Linked DNA regions of Mus musculus: all the other regions are linked to region 5. The links are chromatin contacts, called in public HiCAR-type and promoter capture Hi-C maps. All regions are on one chromosome and are shown on one strand. Each heading gives the region's core, a stretch centred on a gene start, on an enhancer-like site or on the middle of the called end of the contact. The rest is flanking DNA. Distances are from core to core; before and after follow the strand shown.

Region 1 (3,853 bases), core at 1,299-3,798, 1.5 Mb after region 5:
GCATGACCCTTGCTACACAGCCCTCCAAAGTCAGCCCACTCCAGTATGAGCTCAACACCTAGCTGAGAAGCATGTTGGGGGGGTTGTAGGGGGGGGGGAACAATAATGACTGGACAATGGCATACTACTCACGGAAGCCTCCGTAGGTGCCGCACCCCCAGCCACAACTGCTACAGCCAGCAAGGACCAAGCCCAGTGTGGATGCTGCCGTCTGCCATCCATCCTACGAAGCAAGACCCCGTCACTACCAGGTCAGGCTCTGCTTTGGAGATAAGCTCTCTGGTTCTTCCAGTGTTTCAAGTGGTAAGGTTATCTGGCATCCTATGGTAGTGGCTGCCATGTGAGAGGGACCGAGCCATCCATCTGGGCTCAGCAAGCAGCTTGGTAAGTAATTACAGATGTCTGCCCTGCTTAGGCACAAAGGGATGGTGTGAATGCCAAGTCTGAGCCACCCTTCATCTGAGGGCCTCTGCCAAGCTTTGCCCCTGGAGAATGTCTGTGGAGAACAGAGACAACTCAGGAGACTGGAAGAAGCCCAGCCTGGCAGAGTGGTCATTGTGAAGAGAGCTATTAACCAGGTTCAGCCCACTGTCTAGTTTGGATCGCCTTGGGAGTTTTACCTGCTTTACATCGGTTATAGATGGGATACCCTCCTTCTTCTTGAGCAATGGCAGCCTTCCCTTCCCAGAGGAATCCTCACAGCCAGGTATCCAGCAATCTGGTCCTCAGGTGCAACACAGCTCAGGGGTCTGGGCCCTCCTCTCTCTCTTTTTTATTAGATATTTTCTTTATTTACATTTCAAATGCTATCCTGAAAGTCCCCTATACCCTCCCCCCCACCGCCCTGCTCCCCTATCCACCCACTCCTACTTCTTGGCCCTGGCATTCCCCTGTACTGGGCATATAAAGTTTGCAAGACCAAGGGGCCTCTCTTCCCAATGATGGCCAACTAGGCCATCTTCTGCTACATATGCAGCTAGAGACATGAGCTCCGGGGTACTGGTTAGTTCATATTGTTGTTCCACCTATAGGGTTGCAGACCCCTTCAGCTCCTTGGGTACTTTCTCTAGCTTCTCCATTAGGGGCCCTGTGTTCCATCCTATAGATGACTGTGAGCATCCACTTCTGTATTTGCCAGGCACTGGCATAGCCTCATACAAGACAGCTATAACAGGGTCCCTTCAGCAAAATTTTGCTGGCATATGCAATATTGTCTGGGTTTGGTGGCTGATTATGGGATGGATCCCCGGGTGGGGTAGTCTCTGGATGGTAAGTCTCCATCCTTTCGTCTTAGCTCCAAACTTTGTCTCAGGGCCCTTCTCTCTTGAGAGAACAGAGATATGGAGGAGGGGCAGAAGGAGGTACAGCCTGCACCTGGCTCCTGATTCCCTTCCAACAAAACAGCCCCTCAAACCCAAACACCCACCAAGGGTTACGGTGAATCAAATCAAGAGAGCTTCCAGCCTTGCTGCTCCAACTCTCAGAATGGCTGCTGCGCACCTCAATTTAAACCCTGTCCTAGAAAGGAAGCTAATGTAGCTTGTCCCAGGTGGGTGTCATCTGCTGGTGAGTTAGACAATGGGCTTCAGAAAAAAGAGGCAGCTTGCCCAAAGCCACACAACAAGGTAGCCTACTGCCCCCTCCCCCACCACACACACACACACACACCACAGAGCAAACTTAGGGACTCAGTCGCACCCAGCAATTCCAGGGGAAGAAAGTCTGGAAATGGTCAGCACCCTCGAAGCCCTGATACCAACTGTCCTACTGTCCTACTGTCCTTCTGTCCTTCTCCCTCTCCCTTTTTTTCTCCCTCCCTCCCTCCTTCTCCTGCAGGTGTCCAGGAGCTTGGTCAGCATCACCCTTACGTCCACCCACCCCCGACACTGAAGGTCTCCATCTGAGTCCCTATTTTCACTCCAGCACAGAGTCCCCATCTCACACAGTCCCATTAGCCTCCATGGCTCCCCAGTCCCTGCTGCTGCCAAAGACAGGTGCCCAGTCAGCCTCACACTTGGTTTTCATTAAGGCTCCCAGACACTGCTGGATTCCAGCCAAGTCCAGCTCAAACAGGATCCATCTCTCCCTAGGGTCCAAAACCTTCAACAGGCCCACCACAGCATGGCTTTGCAGACCAGACAGCAACTGCTAGTACCAAGGTTGTTGCCTCAGGACCACCCTGCCACTGTGTGGCATAGGTTGTTCCCCCCTTTCTCTGTGGTTGAATACCCTCACCAGGGGCTGGGACATCCCCCGGCCCCCATTCTGAACAGCTTGGCTGGTCTGGGATAAGCTACATCTCACACCTCCCAAAGACCACAGTATGAGCAGGGACAAGTATGTAGTGGCCTACCTCACCCAGGGTCAGCAGGTTGTCCTCCTTTTAGAGAAAAGGGTGAGAGCTACTGCCAGGTGCACGGTGCAGGAAGGTGAGTGCAGAGATGTGCGGGCTCTGCCTGTCTCTGGTCCTGCTTCCCCAGCTGCCTCCCTCTCCCACTTCAAAGAGCATTCAAGGGAGGGGGTTCCCAGGAGGGGCTCTCAGCCCAGTGGCTGCTCTGTGGCCGCAGCTGCCTTTATAGCTGTCAGGCAGACGGGGAGGAACTCACACTTCCCACCGCTGCTCCCCCGCCCAGCCTGCTGGCGGCTGGCCGGGCGCACACTTTAACCCGCTCTGCTCCTCTGGAGTATGGCCAGGCTGTCCAGCTGCCTGCTGGCTGCTGCTGCCACAGTCCAGGATCAGTGAGTGAGCCTGAGACTGGCTTGCCTAGGTCCAGAGTGACTGACCCTAATGGATCAATTAGCCTGAGGTCATGTGGAGGGAGGTTGGCAGTGGTGGAGCGGAGCCCCCTTGACCCACCCATCTAACTTCAGCTTCCAGAGAAGGCTGGAAACCATGTGATGTCCAGGCTTTCGGCTCCTGTTCACAGGGAAGACACAGAGGTCCAGACATTGCACGGGTGCAGGCCACCCTCCGTCCTTGGAAAACAGACCTGAACAACGGAGGAACTGAGATACATCCAGAGATCAACCAACCAATGGCTCCAGGGAGAGGAAGAGGTGGCTACAGCCTATCGACCAGATGTCTAGGAAGATCGTCGGCACGGGGTATTCTGCAGATGTTTGGTACCAGCTTGGCTGGACCCCACAGCAGCTGGGCAGCTATTGGCAAGCAAGCAGGACTCAAGAGCTCTGTCCCTGCTGAGCTAGAGCTGAAGTCTTATGAATCCAAGAGGACTTTGGATGATGAGATGTCTGCTCTGACATTTCCTGCTCTCTGAAGCACCCCGTCCTGGAAAACAGGCACCTTCAAATGCTAAGTGATTCTGAAACAACATCCCACAAGCTGGCTGAGCCATTTCATCCATGCCTCTGTCCCTGTAGTGGGGACTGGAAGTCCTCTCCTTTTCTCTGTCCCTCCCTCTTGTCCCTCCCTCTGTGCTAGATGATAAGCTTCTTCAGCTGCCTCTTTGGGCTGCTAAGAGTGATACCCTGGGGGAAGTCTTGTGTCTGACCACCAGACCGCAGCCAAGAACAAAGCAACCAGCAAAAACCAATCAGCACCCAGCCTCTCTGTGAGGCTTGAGTCAGGTGACAAGCATCTTCATCATCTGTACTTTACCGAGGAGAAACTGAGGCTGGGAAGTGGAGTGGTCTGCTAAAGCCACCAGTCAAAGTTGTGACAGATACAGGTTGCGGCGCTGCTCTGCCACACACCCTCTCCTTCTGCCTGGTTCTTCAAAGATGCTGGCTGGCTCTCCCAGCTTAGACTGCGACAGGGGGCAGAGGGTCAGCTCTCACTCTGCCGGTGTTCAGTAGTGACTGACCTTAAGGTATTCAGCTTCTGTTCTCTGTC
Region 2 (3,997 bases), core at 980-3,479, 1.6 Mb before region 5:
CTCACTATGTAGCCCTGCCTGAGCTAGAACTCACTATGTAGACCACCAGGCTGGCCTTGAACTCACAAAGATTCACCTGCCTTTACCTCTTGCTCTAGGATTAAAGGTGTGAATCACTATGCTGGGCAGGCATTAATGTCGCGGTGCTGCTTATAAACAATGGCTCTCTGGTTTCTCCATAGCACCCATAGAAACTGGAATTACATAAAGACCTGAGTATGACTTTAAGTTCTCAGGCAGGCAAAAGCTTATCTATTTGTTGATGCCCCTGTGTCTGTGTCCTGTGCTAGACATAAGCAATGGCTCTGTGGCTTCCCCACATTGGTCCTGTTGAGGGCTCTGTGCCAGACAACCACCATTTCATTCAATTCCCAGTTTAGCTCCAGTAAGGATGGAGGATTAGCTGCATCGTCCTCACTTACAGATAAAGACACGGATCTGTAGACAGAGCAACCAGGATTAAGACAGGTGTGATGTGCAGTCCGAGCTCTGCACAATCAGCACAGGCAGCTTCCCCTCTGGGGCCTCCACACCACTCCAGAATGGGAAGGCCAACTTCTGCAATGCTGTCAGGAGTTCAGAAGAATGGCTCTGAGGGTGGCTTCCCTGACAATGAGCCAATTAACCACCCCACCCCACCCCAATCTGCACGACACAGGCGACTTAAATTCTTTCTTTGAAAAGTTACTAGGCAGTACCACAGGAGCTCTACAAACATCTTGGGATGTTTTTACAGACGGGGTAAAAATCCAGCTATTGCTGTGCTGGAACATTAACCATGTGGGGGGCAAAGTCAAATGTGGTGGAAGTTCAATTCCTTAAAATTGGTGCTCTACGGCTTGAGTTTTAACACTAACCAAAGGTCACTCTCAGCTCTGATCCACAGCCAAGTAGAGAACCCGGGAACCACCCTGCAACTTCCTTAACTCAAGAAACGAGCTGAGAAATGCTGAGAGGCCTTCCCTAGGCACAAAGGGTTACCACCGGTGCAGTCTTCAGGCCACTTCAAGGGATTTGGGGGATCACCCCCCCCCCCCAGCTAAGGGCCAGCTTTCTGCCGGCAGGCAGGTTTCCAGGGAAACCCTGAGTAAAAGTGCATCTTACCACTAAAACTGAGTTCTCGAAGCTTTTCCAACACAATGGAGGGCTCCTTCAGGACATCCTGGAAATCTGCAATCCTTCAAGGGCAGAAAAGGAAACGCCAAGGTAACAGGCTTAATGACCACTCTTGCAGCCAGCCCAAAGATCTTTCACTCCCAACGGTCTCCAACTACCAGCTTAGGGAAGTGGACAATACAAGTTTCTTCCTCTAAGATCTGCCATGTCAACGAAAAGCCATGAGAGGTATTCTAATCCAAAGGGTTTGAAGTGAGAACTTAACATTAAGCACTGTCCACTGTTAGCGAGCTGGCATTTCCTGGGCACTTGCTGCGGCCAAGCCCAGCCCACAGCACACCACTACCCGAATTCACACAACCAAGCTTCCTGCAACCAGGAGTAATTGGATCCACAGACAACAGACTTGTACAATCTCCCCATGGCTCCCGAAGCTCTTGGCTGGGTAAAGGGGAGGGGGCACAGACTTCTCGGGCCTGCCCTCAGGCAAAGACAAAAGACTAAAAATTAGTCCTGGAGTGACCAGAATTTAGCGGGCGTTGCAAGATGTGCCTGGGGTGGGGGTAGGAGGTGGATTTAAGAGGCCAGATTGGAGAACCTGGATCCCCTGGTGTTTCTCATGAGCATGGAGCACAGGGACAGGGGCATTTGGGGGCGGGGGAAGGTGCGAATCCTAGAGCGAGGAAGCGGGGAGGGTAATAGGGGGCTGGACAAGGGAGACACTAGGGAAAGGGGTCCCGAGTGAGAGAGAAAGAAAGGTGACACTGAGGTAAGAGAAGCATCTCTGCTTCTCGCCTCTGCCACACAGGCAATGAGACCGTAAGGGGGCTCGCCGCCGGGGGAGGGGGCTGTTCTTGGCCGCACATGCGCTGAGCAGCTCTCTCTGTGCGAAGGCCCGGCCTGGACGGAGCGGTCTGGGTGCAGTCTTGACCTCAGGTCTCCTTACCGGCTCTTGTGCAGACTCGACATGGTGTTGACTTCCGGACTCCCGAGCTGCTTCTGCAGCCCCAGCTGCCGCCACCGCCACCGCCCCCCTCCCTCCGGGGACACGGGGCGCTGGGCAAAAGCCTCCGGCAGGAAGCAGAACTTGGAGCGTGCGCGTTCCGCGGGGGCGGGGCCGCGCTGGGTCCGCCCAAGGGTCACGTGACGGGGACTTCTTTAAGGCTAGGCAAACCGTCAGTTGAGCGTCAGGACGGCGTGACTGTCAGTGATCCCGCTGGCTATGAGTCTCCCGCCCTCAGTTTCTGATTACTGAATACACTTGTCTATCTCTCTCACTCCCTGTCATTAACTGCGGTACAGTTGTTTGGTTGATTGAACTAGTTGTTTGAACTAGACTTAGTCTCCGGTGTGGTCTCATTCAATGTCGAGTCCTTCCTTATGGAAATGACCCTGTTGCTCAGTAAATACCTCTCGGAGGAGCCGGAGGAGTACAGCTCAAGGTTTCCTTGACTTTGGAAGTTCATAAACTAGAATTCTGGCAAGCCTGGCGGTGGTAGCTCACGCCTTTAATCCCAGCTAGAAGCAGGAGGATCTTTGAACTGACCTACAGAGTTCCAGGACAGGAAGAGCCACACAGAGAAACTCTGTCTTGAAACTCCTCCCCTCCCCCGCACTCCCATCCCCAAGTAGAATTTCTGTAATTGCACAATTTTAAAGCAATAGAAAATGAAAAACAGGAGCTAAGGGTGTAACTCAGTTGGTAAACTCAGTTGTGAGTGTGAACTTAAAAGAGCAACTATGAAAATCATTGGCTAGCATGCACGAAACCAGGTTTCAGGTTCAGCACTCCTTGTAGCTGGATTTGGGGAAACATGCCAGTAATGCCAGCATTTGAGAGGTGGAAGCAGGAAGATCAGAAGTTGAAGGTTCAAGAAGTTCACTCTGCTAGAAGTGAATTCGCTGTTGATGCTCCAGGGAATAAAGCACTCACGTGAGCGTGAGCTCTGGCGTTTGGATCCACAGAATTCATGAAAGAGCTGCCAAGAGGGGCGGGAATGTGCAAGGTTTAGACGGCAAACAGACTCGCTGGACTACCTTCAGTGAATAAAGGGGAGAGCCATCAAGGAAAGCAAATGGCCTTTAGGTCAGGGCCCCTATACACACGTTATTGCTACACATATTTGCACACACAGGCACACAATTTCTTCTGTAAATTATGTGTATGGGTGCTTTGCCTGCATGTATGTCTGTGCACCACTTACCTGCCTGGAGGTCAGAAGAGTGTTGGATTCCTGTGGAACTGGAGTTGTAGATAGTTGTGAGCTGGGAAATGAACTAGACCCTCAGAAAGAGTAACTAGAGCTCTTAACTTCTGAACTATTTCTTCAGTACCCCTCCCACACACACACAATGTTTTTTTTAATTTAAAAAAGAGAGCTGGGGGCTGGAGAGATGGTTCAGTGGTTACGAGCACTACTGCTCTTCCAAAGGTACTGAGTTCAATTCCCAGCAACCACATGGTGTCTCACAACCATCTGTAATGAGATCTGATGCCTTCTTCTGGTCTATCTGAAGACAGCTACAGTGTACTCATATACATAAAATAACTAATTAAATCTTAAAAAAAAAAAAAGCCCAACGTGGTGGCACAGGCCTTTAATCCCAGAACTCGGGAGGCAGAGGCAGGCAGATTTCTGAGTTCAAGGCCAGCCTGGTCTACAAAGTGAGTTCCAGGACAGCCAGGGCTACATAGAGAAACCCTGTCTCGAAAAAACCAAAAAAAAAAAAAAAAAAAAAAAAAAAAAGTATTTGCAGAGTGACATACTTCCTTCAATAAGGCCACATCTCCTAACAGTGTCATCTCCTGTGGCCAAGCATTCAAACACATGAGTCTGTGGGACATTCCTATTCAAACTACCACAACCACCCTTTGTTAATT
Region 3 (4,037 bases), core at 1,235-3,734, 1.1 Mb after region 5:
CAGTATTTAAAAGGCTTTCTAACAGAAACAACAGGCCAAGTAACAGGAGGTAGACTTTCTGTGCACAAGTCTGTGAACTTACCCAAATTCTAAAATACACCCAAATAATTTGACGAAACACAGTGGCCTCACCTCCTCAGTGGCTCCCTGTGACCTCATAAACTGCAACATGCCTTTAACAATACCTAGAGCTTACAGAGCACAGGGACTCAGTGCACAAAGTACTACCGAAAGCGCTCCAAGAATAAAACAGAGTAGTCACTGCCCCCATGTGAAAGAAACCTCTGGGGGAGCAGCACAAACAACAGCAGATAAGCTGCAGGTCTGAGGGAAAGTAGTTATTCCAGTCAGCTGGACAGACTCAGCCTGAACATGTATGCAACTGCAACAGTTTACTGCAGTTTACAGGAGGGCCCATCACCTGCACGCATCCAGAAAAGCACACCACCTGACTGGGAAATGAGCTAGTACTCCTCTAACGGAGAGCTACTGAGACATTCCTCAGCCATCAATGTAAGGAGCAATCATAATGTAAAGTCTGGCTTTGAGGTTAAACCTGAAACCTCACATGGACCCCCACATAAGACTAAGATGAAAGGACACCAAAAGAGAACAATGCCTCAAAGTCTTCAATCCTAGAGGAAAGAACAGGAACACCATGCACCACACAGGTGCAGCCAAGCTGTTTTACCTGCAGCCATCTCCATCAAGGTCAAATCCGCTGTAGCTCAAGCCCAGGTGCAAGGATCAGACTAGGGTAGGTCCCAGGGGCCTCTCCACAAACAAAGCTCTTGTGCCCAGGAAATACCAGCTGCTTGGTGCTTTTAGCTTTTTGGAGACAGGGTCTTGCTATGCACTGGTATTAAAAAACCAGTCTCAAGCTTGGTATGGTTGGTGTAACAGGCATAAATCAACTACCAGGCCTGACCTGGTGCTTATTCTTAATGCAACTATGGCCATGAGTTCCCATAGCAACCACTTTTGTGGACCATACAGGTAGCAACAGGAGCTGAGACTTAAGTAATGAAAAGGGCTAGAAAGTCTCTTTCAACCAGCATCTCATCTCCCTACTCCAGTGAAATGAAAGGCCAACAGTGTAGGGCAGATCTATCTCCAGTGTGGGAAGTCTCTAGGAACTAAGCTTCTTTTAGCATATAAAGAGATTCACCTAACAGCAGGTGGATGACCTTGCCAACAAGCACACCACCACCCAGCCCTGCCCATCACATCGTTAATAAGCTGGGTCTTTCAGGAAGACAAATATTAACATCTGAAGACACTAGTTGTAGCACCACCCACTTTAATTCCAGCTCTAAGGATGAAGAGCTCTAAGGATGTGGGCCCCAAACAACCAACCAAAAAACAAAAACAAAAACGGGGAAGAAAGAAAGAAAGAAAGAAAGAAAGAAAGAAAGAATATCAACATTAGCCAATCTGCCTCACAGCATTCAGGAGGCTCAGGAATTCAAAGCAGTTAAATGTGAGGCTAGCATCAACCTGAAACCGGCTCAAAGGAGACCACCACTTTCCAATTCCACAGGGTAGAGTCCAAGACAGAGCACTCAGGAAAGCAGGACTTGGGGAGGGCAGGTCTGGGAGGAAGCTGGGTTAAGCAGGATCCTCAGCAGGTGGTTTGGAGCTGGCCTCCACTGCCCACAAAGGAGGTAGGTAACCGGCAGCCGCAGCCGGGGCTTTACACTAGAGTGAGCCTGACTATGGAAGGGCAGCAGCCATCAGTCTCCCTCCAGTCAAATGTAGACTCCTGGTTTCCACCCTAGTACACAAGTATGGGAAGACAGAATGGTTCAGTCACTCAGGTGAGTGCAGTAGGTAACCCAACAAAGAACTCCAACCCATCCTCTCTGGGCTCCTAGATACCTAGGTACTAGTAGCCTTGGCTTCACACCACTGTGCGCTCAACTGCCCGGCTGTCCCGGACAATGTTCAGAAACCCTTGACCGGTCAGCCCTAGTCAGGTAGAAACTTGCGCTAGGACACAAATGAGGGTTGTGCCCGCAGCACGAGAGGCGCCAAGTGGCCAAGGAAACCTGCGCGACGCTGGCTGGGTGTCCCCGATGAGACAGAGAATTCCACTCCCAGTGACGCCAGTCTGAGGTGTGAGTCTCGAGAAGCTCGCAGGACTAAGGGTCTAGGGGCGTAGCAGGGGCCGCAGTGGAAGTAGCGGGCCGTGGCGGCCACAAGGGGCGGCGGGGTCGGGGCGCGGCCGCAAATGCGGCGTCCGGCCCGGCCCGAGGCCCTCGGAACACGTGCGGCGCTGTGGAGCCCGGAGCCCGAGGGCCCTCGTGGCCGCCGCTCGCCTCGCGCCCGCGGGACCGGGTTTCTCGCTTACCTGCCGGGGCCGCGGCGGCGGGGCCGGGCGCTCTGGCGTCGCGTCGGCTAGCCCTACGCGCGAGAGCAGACGATCTGCTGGACTAGGCGGCAGCGGCGCGGGAGGCGGGAGGGATTGCGCGTGCGCGAGGGGCGGGACAACGGGCGGCGACGAGGGTCAGAAAAACTAGAGGAGGCGGAGCGCCTTAAAGGGGCCGTCTGTGGTTCTCGCTTCCTATTTGACCGCTACTGGTGTTCGGTAACTGCAGACTGGAGCACTCTAGAATTAAAGATGGGTGAGAACGTGCTTAGGTGCCTCTCCTGTTATTCTAGGCTGTGTAGCCAAGCTAACAGTTACAATTTGCCTGTGCTGGCCCGTGCCTGCCCAGGACTGTTGGGAAACCTCTTGGTGCCACTGGTGGATGTCCACGAGGTCCGGAAGTCCGGAGCTCCTGCGGCCTCCCCAGCCTACCGCAAGGCGGGGGGCTTCCTGCCGCTGCAAACCACAGCTCAAATTGAACATACTTGCCTCTCTTCTACAGGGCCATAAGGAGGCTACGCTGTACCACCACCACCACCCCACACAGACACACTCCGAAAAAGGTCTTAGGAGCTACCGCTGCAGGGAGAGATCTACAGTAGTGTCCAGGGAAGGCAGGGCACTACTGTAGAGAAGGAAGCCTGCACGCTGACAAGAGAGGAGCTACCTGACTTAGAAGACAAACAAGAAAGAATGTGGACAGGAAAGGCAAGTGTCCCTAACACAGGGGCTCCAAGTCCTCCAGCTATGCATGCATCTGGAACGATGCAGTTGCACCTGAATGTAGGCTCAGGCAGTTCACATTCCAGGCAGCCACAGCATCCACTACAATCTGGCTCCTGTGTGGCTCTGGAGCTCCATTTTAAAGGCTTTATCTCATTTTCACAAGACAGCCCCTAGCAGGCTGGCCGGCCTGCAGTTAGCAAAGTTTTGACAGCCCTCTTTCCTGTTGGACCACCTCTACTCCTGTCACTAACGGGGAAAACACCCAGAGAGGAGGACACAGGGACAGAAGGAGAACCTGGAGCCAGGTCTGCACCTCTCACTTCACTGTCTAACTCACATGGTCTTAGACTCTTGGAGGTGGCTATGACCTGTGCAGCCTCATCTTCCAGTCTGGGAATATCAAATATAACGCGTGGGGAACCTGTGCAGAGGGAGGGACTAAGCAACTGAAGCTTGAGAATGGAGAGTGTGTGGTTGCCATAGCTACAAGAGTGTGAGAAGACTGACATTGGCCTGGAATCTCCTGCTAAAGGCACAGAAACAGTTCAGACGAATCTGTGTGTCTAACAGACCTATGCCAGGAGCCCTGGATGGAGTGGAGCATGGGATGGTAAGAATAACATCTCCGTATCTGCCTAGCTAACCGGACTGGAAACCAAACCTAATCCTCTGCCACCCACCTCTCAGATAACATTCAAACCTGTCCACCTCCATCCTCATCCCGGCTCTACCTAAGATGTGGCCTTTTCAAAATTCCAGCCAAAGGAATTGCTGAAAATCCAGGTAAAGTGTATGCATAGCATGCAAGAAGCCCTGGAGCCAATCCCCAACACTCATAAACCAAGTGCAACAGCACAAGTATTAGATAGTTAGAGGCAGAAATATTAGAACTTCAAGACCAGCATGGAAGGCTCAAAGGATAAGGGGTCCTGACCCAGAAGCC
Region 4 (4,085 bases), core at 1,020-3,519, 1.1 Mb before region 5:
TACACATATGGGAATGCTTGCAGAGGCCATGTGTCTTGTTCTACTACTCTCTGCTTTATCCATGAGACAGGGCTCTCACTGAACCTGGAGCTACTATGGCAGCTGGCAAGCCCCAGCAATCACCCTGCCATTTACCCCTAAAATGCTAGGGTAACCAGTGTGAGCACAGCCCCACCTGGCTTTTTTTTTATATGGGTGCTTGGGATTTGAACTCTCGGGTCCTTACATTTACATAGCAAGCATTCCTAGTCACTTAGTCCTTTTAGGCGTGAACCCCCATTTTTATACTCAACAGCCTAATGGCTACCTCTTAGATTTCTCACAAACATCTCAAACTCAGCTCAACTTCTGTCAGGCCCCCCCATCTGTTCCTCTTGTAGCAGCATCCCTGCAGATGCACTGACTATATAAACTCTGAGCTATCCTTGCGCCTTTCTCCAGGTCTTTTTCCAGGTCGCCCGCCGCCCAAATTCTCCCTATCCCAAAGCTCTCCCTGTCAACATTTCTGCAGCTGTCTCCATGGCCTCACATGCTGTCACTCTCCAGTCTAGCTTGTCCCAGGATGCTCCTGGGCTCCCATTTCAAGGTCCTCAGGTTGTTCCTTTTAGAGCATTCTAGCATGAATGTCTACAACACTTGGGCTCCGTTAGTGCTGGGTATCTACCTTCTGTACAGAGACTCTCTTAAAAAGCATCCCCTGTCAATAAAAAGGCAGATGACCAATGAGCTGAGGCAGGAAATAGGTGGGACACTGGCAGGAAGATGAGAGGATTCTGGGAAAGAGAATAAGAAATCCAAGGGAGAGCAGAGGGGACCCCGAGGAGCCGGAGGACATGGTGGTAAGCCAGCAGGTAGCAGAATGAGGGCAGACTGAAGAGAAGACTCGTCTGGGGAGCACAGAGGTCAGTAGCATGAAGCTGAGGAGAAGTGCCAGCCAATGTGGAAGATTCAGACTAGTTTGAATGGGTTAAATAACTTACAAGCTGGTCAGGGAAGAAGCCAAAGCTTATGGCCTAGGCATTTATTAATAAATAATTAGTCTCAGAGTCATCATTACGGGAGCAGGGGCTGGAAGGAGAAAACTTTTAAAAAACAATCGTCTTCCTCCTATATAAAACTAGGAATTGGGGCTGGTGAGATGGCTCAGTGGGTAAGAGCACCCGACTGCTCTTCCGAAGGTCCAGAGTTCAAATCCCAGCAACCACATGGTGGCTCACAACCATCCTAACGAGATCTGGTGCCCTCTTTTGGAGTGACTGAAGACAGCTACAGTGTACTTACATATAATAAATAAATAAATCTTTAAAAAAAAAAACAAAAAACTAGGAATCCCTAAGCACTGGCCGTCCTCCGCGCTTCAATGCCAGTACAGGACCTACCTCCCAAGAGACAACCTAGCACTAGTTTGTGTACAAACTTGTAGACTCCAGGGGGCAGCAGTGATTTGTGTTTTCACAATTCATGCCCTGAGCCTAGAACAGTGCCTGTGTCACACATTCGACGGCTAAACATCAGTTTGTAACGGGAATGATGAAACAGACTTTTCTCCCACTGAAAACACTTTACTTTGGCTAGAACATTTGCAGGGAGCATGGTTCCATTAAACTTAGTGCCTCAGCCTGTTCAATGGCAAAGAAAACACCAAAGCCTGTAGTCTGGATAAGATTCCAGAGCCTTCCCTCCTCTATCTCTCCTCCCTGACAATGAAAGCTTGGCACGTGGGCTCAGGTGGCCCCATTCTAATCACAGTGGTAGGCACTGTAGGTGGGCCCTGCGTGGGTTTCCCCTGTGGCCTGGAAATGACAAGATTCTTCTGTTTCCTGTGTGAGTGAGGGTGGGGCATGCTGCTGACTCCCAGAGGAGCAATGACCACAGAAAACATCCAACCCGAGAGACTCTAGAGGTTAGGGGTTAGTAAACGGTCTGTCATCCAGAATTCCAACAGCAGCCTGCAAACAGGGAAGGGTTTTCATATTTCTAAATGTTTATGTAAACACCTACATAATGGTCTGAATTTTGTTTCTTATTCTAAAATCCTACCTACCTGGTCCTTTATGTTTTCAGATCCCTAACACAGATGAACTATAGGACAAACCTCTCAGCTTTTGTCTATGGTCTTCAGGGTTCCTAAAAGTCTTACAAGCAATCCCTGGAAAGTAACTGTCGATCTTGGGTGGCTGATGGCCACTGCAATCACAGCAGATTAGGGCAACAGCCTCTACACAGCTGGAAAAGGAATCTTGAAATCCGGAAATGTATTTTACGCACGTTCCCAGGGTGAAACACACTCTACAGCCAGTGGCTCAGGACAGACATTGTTCTAAATTTGGAGCTATCTGATGACAGAGCCAAGTTTCCTTCCCTTTTCTTACCCACACCCAAAGTAACACCCACACTTCTCATGAGAAAAACCCCTTCACACTTACAGTTTCCATCCCCTATAACTGATCCCTGCTGAATAAAAGATCCAACTTATAGAAGGCTGGAGTTACACGCCAACTGTGTACAAAAAGAACCCATCTCGAATGTCAATCCTTTGGTACCACACCTGGCACACAGGAAGCCACTGGCATTGCCTAATACCATATCCCAGCTGTTACTGGTCACTGCTACACATGCTACAGTGCTGTGTTACATATGGTACATGTGACATATGCTATACATTGTATTTTATAGACATTCACACTCTCCATGTAAACTGTTTTATATGTTATAGAACATTTACACATATATCATGTTAAATATGAAGCATATGATATACAATGTACTGTTTCCTATTAGTACTGCATACATTGTCCCAACCCTGTTATAACATTAGTAACAAAAGATACAAGCTATAAGACTTCACATCCCACCTGGTTCTTCCATTGTTAAAATTAGATAATTATTTTAGATTATTTTACCCTCCTGGTCTAAGGCATGTGATTTCTAAAGTATCCTATGTAACCTTCTGTTTTAAAAGGTTTCCTCTCATCCTGAACCTTCTTGTGATATTACCACACATGGCTTTCACCCTCGCTCTGACCCTTCCTCATCCATCACATTTAGTCACATTCTGAGGTACTACATGAGTTGGCTAATTAAGAGCACCTTGACCATTTATTATGATGCATTTATTTATAGGCCAGGTCTCATTATGTTGCCCAGGTTGGCCTTCTCAAGACCCTCCTGCCTCAGCATTCTGTATGGATTACTGTATGGTTATTATACATATAACCACACCTTGCTCTGTTTATCTGCGGTGCAGAGCTGGTGTCTCATCACTTAGAAGCAGTTAGGAAAAGGACCATTTGGGTTGTTTGCCCCTCCACATCTCCAGACCCAGCAGTTGGCCCAGCATTAACAATGTAGGGACTCTTTGACTCATTCTACATCTTCAACAGGAGAAAAAATTTTAATCATCAATACTCTTTGGAAGATAGAAAATAAAAGGTAATGGCAATAAATGTGCATCCTTAAACAAACCAAAGCAACCAAGAAAAGTCCAAAGCAAAGCAGAACACTGTAAGCCGCAGCTTCATCTCACTGCTGCTGCCAGCCCTGGATGGTCTCTCCTCAGATGACCCGTCACTGTGGCACTACAAGTACAGCTGACATTTTCGAGAAATCTCCAAACAGATGGGACATGGGTGCTGATGAGCTGCTGACCAACTGGGGAATTTATGTCTCACGTGGGAGAACACGAACAGATGCCTCTCCTTTGAGAAACAGCACGGCGAGATCCTCAAAGCTATTCCTATGTTCCTGGCTTGGGAATGTGATGGTGGGAGCTTATCCTAAGGAAACCATCCAGCAGCATCACCCAGCTCTGGTCCTGGAGCTCCTCAATGCTGCCCCATCTGCAGCTGCCAAAACGGCAGCTTCTGTACTCAACAGCAGATGGCTAATTTAAAACAGTGTGCAACATTAACATGATAGCATGCCACCACCACTACATAGCTATGGGGTCACACAGAAGCCTGACATCTGAGGGGGAAATTACACACACATGCTTGTGCCTATGGAAAACCGTGGGTGTGTGCATGTGCAAGGCTCTGGAAAACAACAGCAGCAACTAAGGCTTCTGTCCTCTTATAAGGTTTTAG
Region 5 (4,379 bases), core at 1,671-4,170:
CCACAGGATGGATTATGGCTCTGGAAGTCAAGAGGACTTCCATACCTTTGGTCCTGCACTTTCAGGTCACAACATCAGTAATTTGTCATGGACTTGGATGGGGCAAGTGTTCCTGGAAGCCATCCCTACAGAAAATGAGCATCAGTCATTTCTCTGCACACAGAAGTGACTGCAAGCCACACCCACACATCCTATTCTGTCTTACTGCATTCCCAGCTCACTCCCCCTCAGCCAAGCCCCCCATACTCCTCAGACTCCCAGCAAAGGGTGACCGAGGACAGCATGGCTGGAAAGGGACAGATGTACTAACCAAATGCAGTTTAAAACATGCTCCCACGTGAGCATAGTGATACAGAGCCTCCCAAGGCCTTCAGGAAGCCTATGTGTACTGAGGGGCTGTGCTGTTTACATTTCACTAGCTTTCCATATGTCTTGGCTAGGCAGCATTTTGGAAATATTTAACTAGGCAACATAAACTATATCTACGAACAAGCTCTGAAACCTGGTCTTGTTCATGGTTCCATTTTGCTTTGGAATGACAAGCTGACCGGGAAGGACAATGCCCAGTGACATGGTTTGTTCTTTTTGGAAGAGAAGCCTGTGAAAGACTCCATTGTCGGTCATTGTCATCCAATGATGAGACCCTGAACATGTGTATAAGTGGGCACAGATGGAGCAGATGGACAGCAAGAATACTGGCCCTGGGACTAGCATAAGCCTTTCAGGGGGCTCCTGAACTCAGGAGACCTCAGGCTTGAACTGGGGTTTCTTAGTGCAGCAACTTCTCCATCTTCCAGGATGTCATGACCACTTACCGCCAGCAGATGGAGGGCTTGCCCATGTGAATGTTCTGTCGCCATCTGATGGCCAAAAGGAAACATTACACTTCTCATCCAGTCCAAGGAGACTCAACGCCTAGCAAGGGAATATTAAAGAAAGCACCTACTATGTGCACTGTGGACTGACCTTGAGAATACAATGAGTTATACCGCATCTCTGTTGAAGCTCAGAAAAATATTTTCCAAAGATTTCCTTTTCACTAGTTGATAAAAGGCTAGTACTTTCCCCACTCCTGGTTCCTCCAAAGGCACACTGCCAACAATATTCAGCGTTCTGCAAAGCCCTGGATAGGAGTGTTATGCTGCTTGCCTGACGATGCTTTCCTGTGGATTTAGGCTCTGCTACACAGCCAGCATCCCCTTTCCATTGCCTTGGGTCATCTCAGGGGCTAGGACATCTGCCCTTCTCCAAGTCTATGTATCAGGAGCAGGACCTGAGATTTGCGAGCACATTTAGACAGCTAAGGCCCAGAACGTCCTTGGTCCTAGAGCAGTGGCTGAAGGGGTGTTGGTCACCAAACTAGTGCGCCCCAGTTCTGAGCCTTGTAAAATTCACCTTGTGTGCCAGGGCCTGTTGGAAAACTGAATCTGAAGAGGCTGGATGCAGAAAGATGGGTAAATGCCATGGGCTTGATTTTTCCTCAACGTTATCTTTTCTAGGTGTAATGGTAGGTGGGAGGGAGCCTAGAGATGGGACTCAACACCTTGAACAGTAAGCACCTCTTCCATCACTGAACAGCGTCTCAGCCTCCAATTCCTTTGCTAGTTGTTCTTGCTACTCAATGTGAGTTCTAGAAGGACAGGCTTTCTGATTCATCATCCACTCCCCACAGACCCAGGCATGCAGGAGACTGCATTTCCTAAATGCTAAATGTGTGGACACTGCTTTCATTAGCTGCCTGATCCTTTTGGCTCTTCTCAGCTTCCAGTCTGAAGGGTCTGATTAGATAGGTAAGTTTTTGTTTGTGAGGGTCTGTGCGCCAGATCTGGCTTGGATCCCAGGCAGGACCAAGTCTCTTTCTCTCAGAAGCTTGGCCTGAGGACCTCAGGTTGGTCCTTGTCTTTGTCTCCCCTCCTGCCCTTCTCCGTGGTTCCTGTTCACATACGGACATGCCTCTCTAGAATGAGATTGATTCAGTGTTCTGTGGCCACGTGTCGATCTAGGCCTGGATTGAATGAGTCATGAAAGTGTCGCCTCATTCATTCACTGGCTCACAACATCTTTAGTGAATGTATACTCTGTGTCTACCCCCGTGTTCAGGTCTGAGAGGTCCGCAGCAAAGCAATACTTACCTTTAGGAAGCTGCCAACACAGTAAAGCAAGGCCAGCATTAAGCAAATAAGGCTGTGCTCCCCGATGTGTGCGTCTGAGTGCCGAGTGCACCAAGGAAATCAGCAGACTAGGTTTAGGTTATCATGGTGGATCCCCAGGGGAGATAAAGCCTATACATAAACCTAAGTGATGAAGAGAAGCTGACAGCTAGGTGGTGGGGGGAAAGAGGGGTGAGGGTCCCGCTGAGAACAGGAACAACGTGAGATCGCTTTCTAAGATCATGTTTATATCATAAGGAGAAGAGATGACAGCTGAATATTGAGAGTGTTGCTACATTGGATGAGGGGTTTACCGAGGCTCCATGTAGCTTAGAAGCAGCTTTGTAGGTTCAGGAACCGAACTTCTTCTCATTCAGAGGTAGAAGCACCGAGTTCAGCAGACTTACCTATCTAATCAGACCCTCACAGAACCAACAGGTGAGTAGCCTATGTTGCAAATTTTGCTAAGCATGCTGTGCGTACATCCTAATATGGGATGCGATGTGCATCTAATATTTTACTGTCATCTCTGCAAGATGACAACAAAGGCTTTGAAGCTTGTGTATTAAACTCACAGAGGTGTGATGATAAGAAGTTATCAATTTGTTAATTTACAGTTGCACTCAGCCCTAAATACATGCACACAGGAGCAAGGCTAAGAGGACTCAGTGGACTGCTTTTTCTTTGACAGCCGAAAACCAGCTCAGGGATGAGAGGCGGGCCAGAGGACGCCTGGGGCACGTCTTCAAGCTCTCATTGGACGGGATATCCGGAAAAACCCGGTCGAATCCTGGCTTGTCTTGGTTGGGTCGGCTGGTGGGATACGCCCTCGTCTCGCCCCTTTGTCCAACCCTCTTCATTTTAAATTAAAAAGCCCCCAGTTCTGTGTGGTGTAGCAAAATAAACAGTTGCGGCGACGCACTTCTTCCTGGAGGCCTTCGAGTCTCCATGATTTAAGGAGACGAGAAAGGTAAGGAGGACCGGAACAATTCCTTCGCGGAACCTTTGAGGTGAGGCCTCGCGGAGCCATTTGAGAACGGACCGCGGCGGGCTGGAACCAGACTAGTAGGCATGGCGGCGGCGGAGCCGGATGCGGACCCGAAGGCCGCCATCCCTGTGGACCTGCGGCGGGAACGGCGCTTGGTGTGCGTGGAGTACCCGGGCGTAGTACGTAACGAGGCCAAGATGCTACAGACCCTGGGCGGCGAGGAAAGCGTCTCTCGAGTAAGGAGCTGGGAAACTCCGGGACCGCGGGAAAGGAATCGTGTCTACTGAATGGGCGGGACCACCGGGCGGGAGAGCGGTTTCCGTGGCAACGGAGAGTTTAGGCAAGCTCTAGGACCTGTTGTGAACTAGGCGGTATTTTCTTTCTGTCCCCAAATGTGAGTAGCATGCTTGGCATCTATCCCAGGACAGTGAGCTGCTCTGACCTTATTGCTCTCGGCAGAAAACCGAGGCACGGGAGGAAAGAGAACTTTTCCACCACCTGTAGTTGAAACTAAAAGTGACACAATTCGCCGGCGTTGTATTATGTGGTTAGCACGTACAAAGTGCTCTCCCGCCCCCCCTTGGTTTTTTCGAGACAGGGTTTCTCTGTGTAGCCCAGGCTGACCTCGAACTCAGAAATCCGCCTGCCTCTGCTTCCCAAGTGCTGGGATTAAAGGCGTGTGCCACCACTGCCCGGCTTTTTTTTTTTTTTTTTCCTGAGACAGGGTTTCTCTTACAGCCCTGGCTGTACTGGAACTCTGTAGACCAGGCTGGCCTCGAACTAGAAATCCGCCTGCCTCTGCCTCCCGAGTGCTGGGATTAAAGGCGTGCGCCACCACGGGCCGGCATTTTTTAATTTTTATTTATTTATTTTTTAACATGCCACAGTCCTTTCAATCCCCAGGGCCGGAACTGACAACATCTGCATTTTACAAGTAAACAGGCCACATAACCACACAACAAGTAGTGGACCTAAAGTGATGCTCTGTGGAATCTTGGAATTGTTTCTTTAGAAATGATTTCCCTGAACATCTTAGCATAAGCAGATTCTGGCTCCTTCCGTTGATAATTCCACTCAGATTTCAGTTTGATACATGTATTACCTGTTCATGTATTACATTTATTACTTGGCCCTGGGGCTGTAAACCGAGCTAGGATCTCTCTTGTTTACCTCTGTACTAATATCTGTACAGATTCCCCATTTTATAAAAATTTATCAAGTATTTGGTTAAGTCCTAATGA
Region 6 (4,259 bases), core at 636-3,135, 1.1 Mb after region 5:
ACACACACAGTTACATACACATACACAGTTATACACACACCTAATTACACACAGTTACACACACATAGTTACGCACATGTACACAGTTATACACAGTTACAGTTACACACACATACACTGTTACACACACAGTTATATACACATACACAGTTACACACACATAGTTACACACATACACAGTTACGCACACATGCACAGTCACACACACAGTTACACACACTGTTACAAACACATAGTTACACACATGTACATAGTTACACACACACATACATAGTTACACACACACTCACACACACACACAGAGTTTTCTGGGTTTTGTTTAAAAAGTTAACTGGCAAGTCCCTTGTCCTAGTAGCCAGAGTGCTCAGTGTGTCCAGAAAGGTGAGACCCAGATGGCAGGAATGATAATAGAACCTGCAAGGTGACTGCAGTTCTGCAAGCTCCCAGTCATGGCTTTGCTGGGGAGCCTGGGTTCAAGAGTTTAAGGACTCTAACTTAGAGCCTCCCAGGTCTTGCTCTCCTACCCTGTGTTCAGTCTGCGACTAAACAGCAGGGCTTCCTTGCAGTGGCCACCTCGCCCCAGGGTGTGAGAAGCACCCATGCTGTAGACCAAAGAGGAGACAAGAAGAGCCTGGAGAGGCTCCAGCTTGTCCTCAAATCTCTTCCAAGGACCCTGGGCTTGGAGCTTGGGACCTCTGAGACCAAGGATGTCACTTTGCCTTCTTGAGCCTTTTTCATTTTCAGGTACAGAACATATTCGTTGTGTATGTGTGTGTATGTGTGTGTGTACGTGTGTGTGTGTGTGTGTGTGTGTGTGTGTGTCTGGTATTTAATACCATAACCACCTGTGCATTTCTTGCATGCAGCAAAGTGCCCGCTCAGCCAGAAATAAACTCAGTGACACCAGGATCTTGGAATAGGTCCAGCTCACAGCAGAATTGGAACCCTGCATTGGCAGGCAGGTTCAGCGGGCACTGATGGAAAAACTTGTTTTGTTTGTAACGTTTTTGTTGGGGTCTATCACACACCCACCTTAAATTACAACTGGATAAAAACTGACTAACGTAGGCACCATTGTAATTTTCACCAAAACCAAGATCTGAAGTGTGACCCCGTCCTAACCCTTTCAAAACGCAGAAAAAGGGCGGGACTTAATCTCATTCCTGTCTTTCCATAGGCACATGGGGACACACTGAGACTCCAGAGAGGGAAAGTTGGCTGGCACAGCCTGAAGCATCCCTTACTGGTGTCTAGCTTTGGAGAATCCGCCTTTTTCCGGCACCACCAGCCAGGTCTCTTACGGAGTCCCCAGGTCTTCAACCCGCCCCAGGATTTTGGGGCGGGATTGATCGCGACTCCTCCCTGGCAAGGACCGCCCTGCGCGCGCCCTCGCCAGGCTAATTAGGCGCGCGGTTTGTTTACAAACATGGGCTGGGGCCGGTGCGCGCCTCCCTGCTTGTGAGCATTCGGGGTTTGAGGGAGGCCTCGGGGTACCCGGGTAGTGACCCCAGGGTGCTAACTGCGTTCCCGCCTTTCCCACGTTTTCCTAGGCTTCTGGAAATCCGCCCACCAGTTCTTATTCCCTGCGTGTGGCTGAGAACGCTAAAGTGAAGGCGCGCGGGCGGGCCAAGGTTCCAGCGTCGCCTCGGGTCCTGGCGGGCAACCTCCCAGCCCCGCCCCCACGCGCCCCTAGGCCGGGCCCGCTGGCGGCCAGGGCGGCCGGGCGGGCGGCCGGGGGCGCGCGGGGCGGGGCACGGCGTGGCGCCGGCGGGGCCGGGACATGTAGTCCGTGCGCCTCGGCCTCCCCTGGGCGGCCCTGGCGCGAGCCCGGGCGCGGACTACGACTCCCGCCAGGCGCCGCGGCGTAGCGCATGAGCCCTGTACAGCTCCGGCGCGTCTATTATGCTGCCGGGGCCGGCGAGCCAAAGAGGAGCCGGCCGCGCGGGCCGGGAGCAGACGGCGCTGGAGCCGCCTAGGCCAAGTACGCCTTTTTCTCGTTTCCTTGTACACTCTGGGCGGCGGCGGCGGTGGCGGTGGCGGCGGCGGACTTGGCTGAGAGAACACGGCCCGGAACGCATGGTGCAGGCCTCCCGCGCGTCTCGAAGCCCGGAGCCCGGGGCCGCCGCCTTTGTGCGCGGCCGCGATGCAACAAAGCGGGGCGGCCGCCTGCCCGGGGTCGCAGCGACTGCGCGGGCTCCGCTGCCCTCCGCCTTGCGCTGTGCGCCCGCGGCTTGCCGGTCGCCTCGGGCCGGACTGGGAGGCGTCGCCTTGGTCGGAGCGCCCAGCCTGGACTTGGCACAGCCCGCGCTCTCTGCGCCAGCCCTCCCTCACGGAAGGGATTTTTTTTTCCTTTCCCCTTTTCCTCTGCCCGCCATCTTCCGAAGGGGACTGCCTGGAGGATGCGCGGCGCGGGAAGGTGCGCGCGGTGTGCCCAGGGTCGCTCCGGCGCCACTTAGGGCGGATCGTCGCAGGGCAGGCCAGGCTGGGCCTGGACACCGCTGGAGCCTTGCAAGTGGGGCAGCCGCGGCGTGGCTTGGGGGGCGGCGGCTGCATTTGCAGAGTTATGGCCCGGGAGACGACTTTGCGCGCTTACGAGTTACTGGATTATTGCAGCCAGGCCAGGAGGAAACCCAGTTCATGTTTTGAAATCAGCCTAAACGAGTACTTAATCCGGGCGAGGTCGATTCGGATTGAGGTGGAAGGGGTGGGGTGCACGTCTTTTTCTTACTTCGTGTATAACACGCAAGCTAGTTGGGTGAGGAATGCGCACCCCAAAGCCTCTCGTATGTAAGGTTCTTGAGGATTCCCGGTGAAAAATCCTGGCGGCTTGGGGAAGTTCTCTCCACCAGTTGCTGCGACGGGGGCAGGGCTAACGAGGAAGCCATAAACAGTCTTCTTGCCCTGGGGCGGCGGGGGGGGGGCGGTAAGGAGCGGGAAGGGGGCTCACTGGGAGCCGGGGCATACCTTTTGTGAGTTCATACTTTAGGGCTCAATTTTAAGGCTCTGCCCTTTGCAATTTTGATTAAGAGCTTTCTGCCAGAAATAAGTGCACAGCTGTTGTTTCTCTACCTTAAACTTCTTAACTGTATAAGTTTGTGTCTCTGAGGTCATTCTTGTGTTCTTCAGTGGCTAACATGGGACTGGGTGCAGGAAGAGAAATGAGTGAAGGAATTGAAGGGCTCAGGTCCTGTCCCCCTTAACCCATGAGGACAAGCTGGTTGTTGTGTCGTCCATCCCCCCCCCCTTTTGTTTTGCACTTTCTTAGTGGTGTGCATTACTGGGGGTGGGGGTGCCCCTGAAGAGATCTGAGATCTCTGCTGTGCTGCTTGAAGTGAGTTTCTCACAGGCTTTCCAGGGTCCAGGAAAGGAAGGACTCCAAGGATCAAGCCCCAAGCCCCAGTGACCTTTTTTGAGTGGCCCTGAGTGTGGCCTCTCATTCGCAAATAGAGGCCTGTTTGCTGTTTGTTCTGTTGGAGGCCTTGATGTGCACTGTTGGCTGTAGATCATGAGAGGTGAGGTACAAGCTTGACAGTTCAGGAGGTGGGGGTAATTTCTTCCTGACCTTGCTTATAAACTCCGGGTCCACTGCTTTAGCAAGACACCAGGAATCTGTGGCGATCCAGACCTAGCCCCACATCCGGGGAATTCAGGAGAAAGGCATTAAAAAGCTTTTGTAGGGTGGATGACCAGGGGGTGTGCCAGTTCGTTCATTTCCCTACCTATATATCTATTTACTTTATTTATTTTACTTTTAGGAGATGCCAGGTTTACTTTCACAAAGAGTAACTGCTTTCTTTCCACAGTGCAGTATCCTGTTTTGGAAATGAGCTTTGAATGAGGGATGGAGCTTGTAAAAGTGTCCTCCCTCCCTTAGATGGTGAAAATGGGGGGGAGTGCTGAAAGGAAAGGCCCTGCCTGGCTTGCCTCTACTCCGGCTTCTGTAAGCCTGGAGCTGTGCCCCCAGGGGCTCTCAGGGTTACCTTGTCCACTTCCTGGTTTACTGTGTCACAGCCTTCCCAGGGGAGGGTGGCCCAAGGTCACAAGTGTTACCCACTGTTCAGATAAGTGCTGGTTATCCAGATCTCACCTTAGAAGGAAGAGCCGCGGGGAACTATGAGTGGGAAAACAGGATCCAGTGGAGACCTCCACAATTCAGAAGGTAATAGGAAGTTAAGAAAGCAGTACTCCTTCCCAGGGGACAGCCTTGAAGCTTGTGGCGTCCTTACAAAGCTATCCCCTGCACCTGGGGGCTGCTGTTT

What was found. Promoter capture Hi-C pulls out the DNA fragments that hold promoters and counts their contacts. HiCAR-type assays count read pairs that join an accessible place to other places.
Region 1: a contact with region 5 is called in a promoter capture Hi-C map of pre-B cells, with 2.2 times the contacts expected there. The contact joins the promoter of Adamtsl2 here to the promoter of Gtf3c5 in region 5. A contact is called at or near these places in 3 of 39 promoter capture datasets (hippocampal neurons, liver and pre-B cells).
Region 2: a contact with region 5 is called in a promoter capture Hi-C map of pre-B cells, with 2.7 times the contacts expected there. The contact joins the promoter of Tbc1d13 here to the promoter of Gtf3c5 in region 5. A contact is called at or near these places in 2 of 39 promoter capture datasets (liver and pre-B cells) and 2 of 115 datasets of contacts at active chromatin or transcription factors (astrocytes and embryonic stem cells).
Region 3: a contact with region 5 is called in a HiCAR-type map of astrocytes, with 2.2 times the contacts expected there. The contact joins the promoter of Wdr5 here to the promoter of Gtf3c5 in region 5. A contact is called at or near these places in 13 of 39 promoter capture datasets (HPC-7-derived erythroid cells, the SN4741 cell line, cranial neural crest and 9 more) and 1 of 115 datasets of contacts at active chromatin or transcription factors (astrocytes).
Region 4: a contact with region 5 is called in a promoter capture Hi-C map of neutrophils, with 4 times the contacts expected there. The contact joins the enhancer-like site here to the promoter of Gtf3c5 in region 5. A contact is called at or near these places in 4 of 39 promoter capture datasets (the C10 cell line, hippocampal neurons, neutrophils and 1 more) and 1 of 115 datasets of contacts at active chromatin or transcription factors (embryonic stem cells).
Region 6: a contact with region 5 is called in a promoter capture Hi-C map of liver, with 2.2 times the contacts expected there. The contact joins the promoter of Brd3 here to the promoter of Gtf3c5 in region 5. A contact is called at or near these places in 3 of 39 promoter capture datasets (the C10 cell line, embryonic stem cells and liver) and 4 of 115 datasets of contacts at active chromatin or transcription factors (astrocytes, embryonic hindbrain, large pre-B cells and 1 more).

What each region holds. Positions count from the first base shown.
Region 1 is chr2:27,078,074-27,081,926 of GRCm38.p6, reverse strand. Adamtsl2 (ADAMTS-like 2) reads right to left here and starts at 2,548. Exons shown (of 19, transcript NM_029981.2): 1 at 2,354-2,548; 2 at 133-223. The coding sequence starts at 222.
Region 2 is chr2:30,131,978-30,135,974 of GRCm38.p6, reverse strand. Tbc1d13 (TBC1 domain family, member 13) reads right to left here and starts at 2,229. Exons shown (of 12, transcript NM_146252.3): 1 at 2,063-2,229; 2 at 1,105-1,178. The coding sequence starts at 2,085.
Region 3 is chr2:27,513,594-27,517,630 of GRCm38.p6, reverse strand. Wdr5 (WD repeat domain 5) reads right to left here and starts at 2,484. Exons shown (of 14, transcript NM_080848.2): 1 at 2,351-2,484.
Region 4 is chr2:29,647,650-29,651,734 of GRCm38.p6, reverse strand. All of the region lies in intron 1 of Rapgef1 (Rap guanine nucleotide exchange factor (GEF) 1), which reads right to left. Among named protein-coding and RNA genes, the nearest start is that of Rapgef1, 30 kb to the right of the region's middle. Within about 2 kb of position 2,269, at least 114 of the 459 cell types and tissues checked have an H3K27ac peak or open chromatin away from gene starts, as enhancers often do. A contact at or near this core is called in neutrophils and pre-B cells, where this site is marked.
Region 5 is chr2:28,581,820-28,586,198 of GRCm38.p6, reverse strand. It overlaps Gtf3c5 (general transcription factor IIIC, polypeptide 5), which reads left to right and starts at 2,920. Exons shown (of 12, transcript NM_148928.3): 1 at 2,920-3,374. The coding sequence starts at 3,222.
Region 6 is chr2:27,473,299-27,477,557 of GRCm38.p6, reverse strand. It overlaps Brd3 (bromodomain containing 3), which reads left to right and starts at 1,885. Exons shown (of 12, transcript NM_001113573.1): 1 at 1,885-1,981.